Linked DNA regions of Sus scrofa: region 2 is linked to region 1. Evidence: chromatin contacts called from public Hi-C data. All regions are on one chromosome and are shown on one strand. The core of a region is the stretch at or near the end of the contact, and the rest is flanking DNA. Distances in the headings are between cores, read along the strand shown. Region 1 overlaps ARHGAP26 (rho GTPase-activating protein 26). Region 2 has its middle 330 kb from the start of YIPF5.

Region 1 (2,842 bases), core at 274-2,773:
GTAAGCGTCTCCCGGATGATCTTGGCATGGTGTGCAAACTCAGTCCAGACACGTGGGTCAAAAAGGCCAGTTTGCGAGGGGAGATGAGTACCCCTGCAGTGTCGGCACACACACGCTGAGATTCCAAGGTTTGGGAGGTGGAGCGTGAGCGAGAGAAATGAAGAGGGTAGCATCAATTTCAGCCCCCTTATCGCTTGCTGATTCCCTGTTGTTCTTTTCATTACTGCAATGGCCCGATGTTTATGCGGATGACGTCGCACGTTGTGACTTGCCAGAAAGGCCCGAACTCGGTAGATTTCGGGGGTCAGGAAGGAATAGTGTGGGGCAGATGCTGGGTGTACATGCGAGACCTCATGGAAACACGGAGACTCCATTGGCACGTGTTATCGAGGCTTGAGCATCTAGTGGCTTGGCGTCTTCTTCCTGGGACGGGAGTTTGGGTGCCTCCAGGCAGCCCTGCGAGGCAAGAGGGATGTATTCGCATCTCCTTAATGGTCTAGAAGCAGAGGGGACCTGGTTCATGCACAGATGCCCGTGGCTGGGAAGCAAGGCGTCCCAGGCCTGGCCGCCCAGGAGGCGGGGCCCTGGTGTTAACCAGCATTCCTGGGCATTCTCGAGAAAAGGGGCCCAGATCAAAGAGGATCCTTGGCCTTCACATAGATCTTAGAGGCACTCTGCTGCTCCCCCTTCTTCCATGCCACATCTGGGAGATAAGATTAGCTTACTGAAGAGCCATCAAACACGGGAGAAGCACCAGTGATCTCCTCGCCATCAGGACTGGGCCAAACAAAATAGCTGTGGAATTTTACAAAGCACATTTGAGAGAAAACAGTGCTTTGGCGATGCAGGCGTTCTGAGATGGAACGCTCCTGTGAGCTTCGCTGGCAGCCCTCCCTCGGCCATACACCCTGGCTTCTGAACCTTTCTTCTCTCTAGTAACCGCTAGACACCCACTGCTGCCGGCACAGCCTTGCTTGGCGGCGGGGCCCCTGGCGGTGTGGCCTGAGCCCCGCAGAGCCGCACCGACCACATTCGCCAGTCCCACTTGGCTTCTGCCTCCCTGGTGCCTCCCCTGGGCTGCTGAGTTCTGGTGATGCTAACCCCTCACTGTCTCTGGGGTCCACCCACGCCTCCCCATGGCCACTTTCTCCCCCTAGTCCAAGCCGTCATCCTCTTCTTTCTTTCGGGGACTGCTGGCGAAGGCCTGTCCCCCAGCCTGCTCTCGCTGGTGGAGCTCTGGCGCCCGTCCAGGCCGCAGAACGCATGCTTCGTAGCCGGGGAACTTGGAACGCTGCACATCTCAACATGTGATTCCCCCGCCAAAAAAAAACTTCAAAGGCAGCTTGCCCATGGCTCTGAAGATAAAACTCTGGATGTGGCCCCCAAGACCCGGTCTGGCCCTGGGCCCTTTCGGACCCCGCAGCCACGCCTGTCACCCTCGCAATCCTGCTGCGTCCCCACGGCGGGGCGCACAGCACCCAGGAGCGTTTGTTGGGGAGAAACAGGAAGAGTCTCGTGACCAGCTCTCAACCATCCTCTTCCCTGCTCCGTCTTTTTTTTTTTTCCTCCCCTGCCTGGAATGGTCCCTCCCCAGCTTCTGCTGCCAAAAGCCTTCTCATTCGGGAGCCTCAGCTCAGACGCCACTGCCTCTGCAAGAATCCCTTCTGCCTCCAGTGCCTTCTCGCTTTCCTCAGCTCCCCGTAGCCTTTGCGCTCCCTCTCGTTTAACGCGGGTCACCTTCCACCTTGTGGGACAGTTTCCAGGGCGTGTACACTCTCAGTTTGACGAGGTCGTGAGCTCCCGGGGTCTGTCTTCCTTTGTCTTTGCTTCTTACCCAGACGTCGCAAACCAGGGCCTCTGGCCAGAGCATCCCACACGTGTGTCCTCTTTGGTATTGCTGTCCCACACGTTGCTGTTTTTAAAATTGGGGCAGCTTTCTAATGTTTTTAACAGGGGTCGTTTTACTGGGGAAGAAAAAAAATCAGATCTCCTTGCGGACAGTTGGCTGGAACCGAGTAAAGGCCACACCCTGTCCCCCTGGGCAGAGCTTCCTCGGGCTGCCTCGTTCCTAACCGGCCCTCTTGTGCCTGGCCCCGTTCTTTGCTGCCCACTACCTCCGTGGCTGCAGGTGGGCATTTGGCCATTCAGCCCTTGGCCTACCTGCCTGCCGAGCCTAAATGAGAGACTTGATACTTGGCGACCCCATAACGAACAAAGGAGGAACGGCCTGGGAAAATTATTCCTCTGATCAGTTCCGTTTTTCTCCTGAACGATTTATGATTTTTGATAGTTTGGAGGTCCCTGGAAGAAGTGAGGGATGCATGCTGCTTCCCAGGCTGTGTATATGTCTGGGGCTGGGAGGAGAGTGTATTTTTTGAGCACAAGAATGGGAGTCTCAAAGGACCTCCTCGAGCTATTTTTGGCAGCGCCAGAGGAAAATCTATTTAAAGGGACACTGCAAAGAGGACCAGCCCGTATTTTCAAGCGAACAGGCAAGTGAGCACTTTAAACTAATGGAAATGCTGAAGAATTCAGAGCTCAGCCCTTCCTCAGCCTACCTGCCGGACCTTCCCCAGCTGGTTGAACCAGGACCCTCTCTCTTCGGTGGCCTGCCTGCCAGCGTTCAGGGTTAGGATAAGGAAGGGACACACCATCAGCCTAAATTTTTTTTTTTTGCTTTTAAAAAAAATCAACGAAAGTCCTGAATTCTAGGAACTGCGTCTTTCACATCGTCAGAAGTGCCCATTCTGAAAGGGGAACTGCTGGGCGTCAAGCTGTTAACACTCCGCAGGCTCAGCGTTCCTTTGATACGGGTCTCGGTCTCGTGTTTGTTGTGAGTTGT
Region 2 (3,249 bases), core at 635-3,134, 720 kb after region 1:
TACTCTGAAGAGAATACACGGGGTATTGGGCTAGGCAATGAAGTAAAGGAATTTGGAAGGATTTCAGTTGAGGAGGGAACAATCGCATCCACATTTGTAAAGGCAACTTTGGCTTCCGTATGGGTAACGTGTGTTGGGCAGGGATAAGAACAGGAGCAGGGAAGCTCTACCAGCAGGAGGCTACTTCAGTGGACCTTGTAAGGAGGTGATGGTGGCTTGGACCAAAGACATGGGAGTGCAGATGAATGAGGCAGGTGGAGAGATGAGTCAGATGAAACAGGAAATGCAGGCACAAAGGCAAACAGAATAAAAAGTAACAGAATGGGAGTTTACAGCGGAAAGAACACTTGGAGATCATTCTGGCCCAACTCTATAATTTTTGCAGATGAGGAAACCACATCCCAGGAGGGTGAAGCGGCTTCCCGCTGTCTCAGAAGCACGACCAGTCTCTGAGCCTCCTGACCTCATGTCTGGGACTCCTACCACACCATGCGGACAAAAGCAGCCCTGGAGGAGGACTGAGCATGCAAGGGAGAATCAGGACAAGAATAGTGAGGGGGTGAGGAAGGGGCAGTGAAGGGTCAAGAGGAGTGAGGAGAAAATGAGAGCAGGTGAATGAAAGGATGGGAGCAGACAGGGCAGGGAGAGAACGGGAGGAGGGGACTTGTTGCTGGGATTATTTAAGGCTGATCATTTCCAGTTGAGGTTTGGTTTAATAGACCATTGCCTGGCTCACCACAGCTGTCAGGGCACCAGAGGCAGCAGGTGGAGCAGCTGCCTGAGCCACCTGAGCCACAGGAACAGTGGCAGGGGAAGCGCAGATGGGCAGGAAGTCACCCTGGGCCACAGCCAGGCTTGCCTGGATCATGGTGTTCTTACCCACCTCGCGGGGGGGTGGGGGGGATGTTTGGAGTGTTCCCAAGGCAGCCCAGAGACCAGCCCATTCTTCCCCATCACCATCATCATCAGTCAGCGTACACCATGCTACCACTCCTCGGGGTCAGAGAATGTGCATGGGCTTCACATGTATTTCTCTCTTGCAATCTCATAAAAACACTCGATGGAAGTATGAGTTCCCTGGGTTTTCAGATAAAGAGATGAAGGCTTTATATATATAGAAATATATATATAGAAAAAGACTCACAGACATAAAGAACAGACTTGTGGTTGCCAAGGCCATGGGAAGAGGGAATGGGATGGACTGGGAGTTTAAGTAGACGTAAACTTTTGTTTTTAGAATGGATAAGCAATGAGGTCCTGCTGTACAGCACAGGGAACTATATCCAATCTCTTGGGATAGAACATGATGGAAGATAGTATGAGAAAAAAAGAATATATATATATATGTACATATATATGAATGACTGGGTCACTATGCTGTACAGCAGAAATTGGCACAACATTATGAATCAACTATACATAAAAGCAAACAAATGGACAAACTGGGTGTTCCTATCATGGCTCAGTGGGTTAAGAACCCTACTAGTATCCATGAGGATGTGGGTTCAATAACTGGCCTTGCTCAGGACCCAGCATTGCCATGAGCTGTGGTGTAGGTCACAGACATGGCTCAGATCCCCAGTTGCTGTGGCTGTGGTCTAAGTCTCAGCTGCGGCTCTAACTCAGCCCCTTGTCTGGGAACTTCCATATGCCACGGGTGCAGCCCTAAAAATTAAAAAAAAAGAAGAAGAAAGACTTAACTACATGCACATACTGAGAAACTAAGTCTTAGGTACCTTGCATGAAACTATCTCTGAGGTGGGAAGTGGCAGGAAGGCCCTGCTATCTTTTTTTTTAAGGAAACGCAAGTGCTGGACAGACTTTGAAAGAGGTGTTGGTGACAGCCTCTGAACACACAGACTTTGAAAGAGGTGTTGCTGACAGCCTCTGAACACTGAACAGGTCTGCTGCTTTCTCTTGCTCCAAAGATGGAGAATGCTTGGCCTGGGATGACATGGTTGGTGAGGCCAGATGAATCTTAGCTCTTCCAACTTCCTATCTGGTCCCCCAGCCACACCCTCCACTAGAAGAATGCTCAGTTCCAGTTATACAACTGAACCTTCTTAAAGAACACAAACTGAACCTTCTTTTAGAGTTTTTATGCCATGTCTTTGTTTAAAAAGCGCACTTTTTGACCTTCTTCTTTTCTTTCAAGGCCCTTTCAAAGGGCACCCCTTATATGAAGGTTTTATTTCTCTCCAGGCAAAAATAAATCACTCCCTCTGTGGTGCCCTCCCAGTCTTGCATTTTGGTCTGAGGCACGCACTTACTTCCTTTATCACAGCATGGATGCTTCTTGAGGAAAGGAACTATGTTTAAATCATTTCTGTGTCTTTGGCACCCAGCACAGTGCCTGGTGCAGTGGACGCAGTCGATAAGTTTTGACTAAATTGGAAATGGAAATTGTTGGGGCCTCTGTACATCAGCCATTTCCAACCTTGTTTTTTTAACTCGGAAACTCATATGAAAGAAGACCTTGTCACTCATATGAGCACATCTATATTTCTCTTACTGGCGAAAAGTTAAATAGCATATGAATTTCTGTGGGAGAAAGCAAATAAAAGTATTTTATAAGGGTGAGAGTCATAAAAGTATCTGTTTGTTATTTCCAAATAGCATTATGTAAGGAAAAATAAGTATATATGTATATTTATTTATTAAAAATAAATCATACACACATACATATATATATATTATTTGGCACATGGTACTGACACATTTTTATGTGTTACTATGAGTAACATTATTTCAGATTCACTGATTCTGATTTGCTCTTTGTAGCTCCTGTTTTATTATTAACTGAAACTTCATAGACGGCATCATTTTCGCTGCCACGCACAGAAGACAAAAATACACTGTATCTTCCTCCTCTCTCCTGGCCTCATTCTTTTCTAAAATATATAGTGATGGGCCAAAAAGGAAATGGCAGTAAGCCTACCGAAATCACACCGACCTATGGCAATAATCCCAATCACCACACCTGTCAATGAATCATCCGCAGTGGGAGCTCACACAGAATTACGTGCAGAGAGAGTTCAGTCTCTGGGCCGAGGGTCACTCCAAGTGCAACCTTTCACATTCTACGCACTTTTCCCTGCTCAAGACACTGGAATACACAGATGCAAGAAGGAGCTCATCACAGGGACAACTTTCAATTCTTCTCTAATTATATTTAAAAAGACTTCCCTTGTGTTTAAAAATTTAGCAAATAGTAGTGTAATTAGCTATGATTAGTCACACAACCCAGGT

What was found. A called contact is a pair of places that touch in the nucleus more often than the background predicts.
Region 2: a Hi-C map of epiblast stem cells shows a contact between it and region 1, with 1.8 times the contacts expected there. The contact joins two enhancer-like sites. A contact is called at or near these places in 2 of 47 Hi-C or Micro-C datasets (epiblast stem cells and heart right ventricle) and 1 of 2 datasets of contacts at active chromatin or transcription factors (skeletal muscle).

What each region holds. Positions count from the first base shown.
Region 1 is chr2:144,618,053-144,620,894 of Sscrofa11.1, forward strand. The region is part of intron 17 of ARHGAP26 (rho GTPase-activating protein 26); the gene reads left to right. Among named protein-coding and RNA genes, the nearest start is that of NR3C1, 310 kb to the right of the region's middle. Within about 2 kb of position 1,524, at least 27 of the 83 cell types and tissues checked have an H3K27ac peak or open chromatin away from gene starts, as enhancers often do.
Region 2 is chr2:145,339,352-145,342,600 of Sscrofa11.1, forward strand. No RefSeq gene overlaps it. Among named protein-coding and RNA genes, the nearest start is that of YIPF5, 330 kb to the right of the region's middle. Within about 2 kb of position 1,885, at least 2 of the 83 cell types and tissues checked have an H3K27ac peak or open chromatin away from gene starts, as enhancers often do.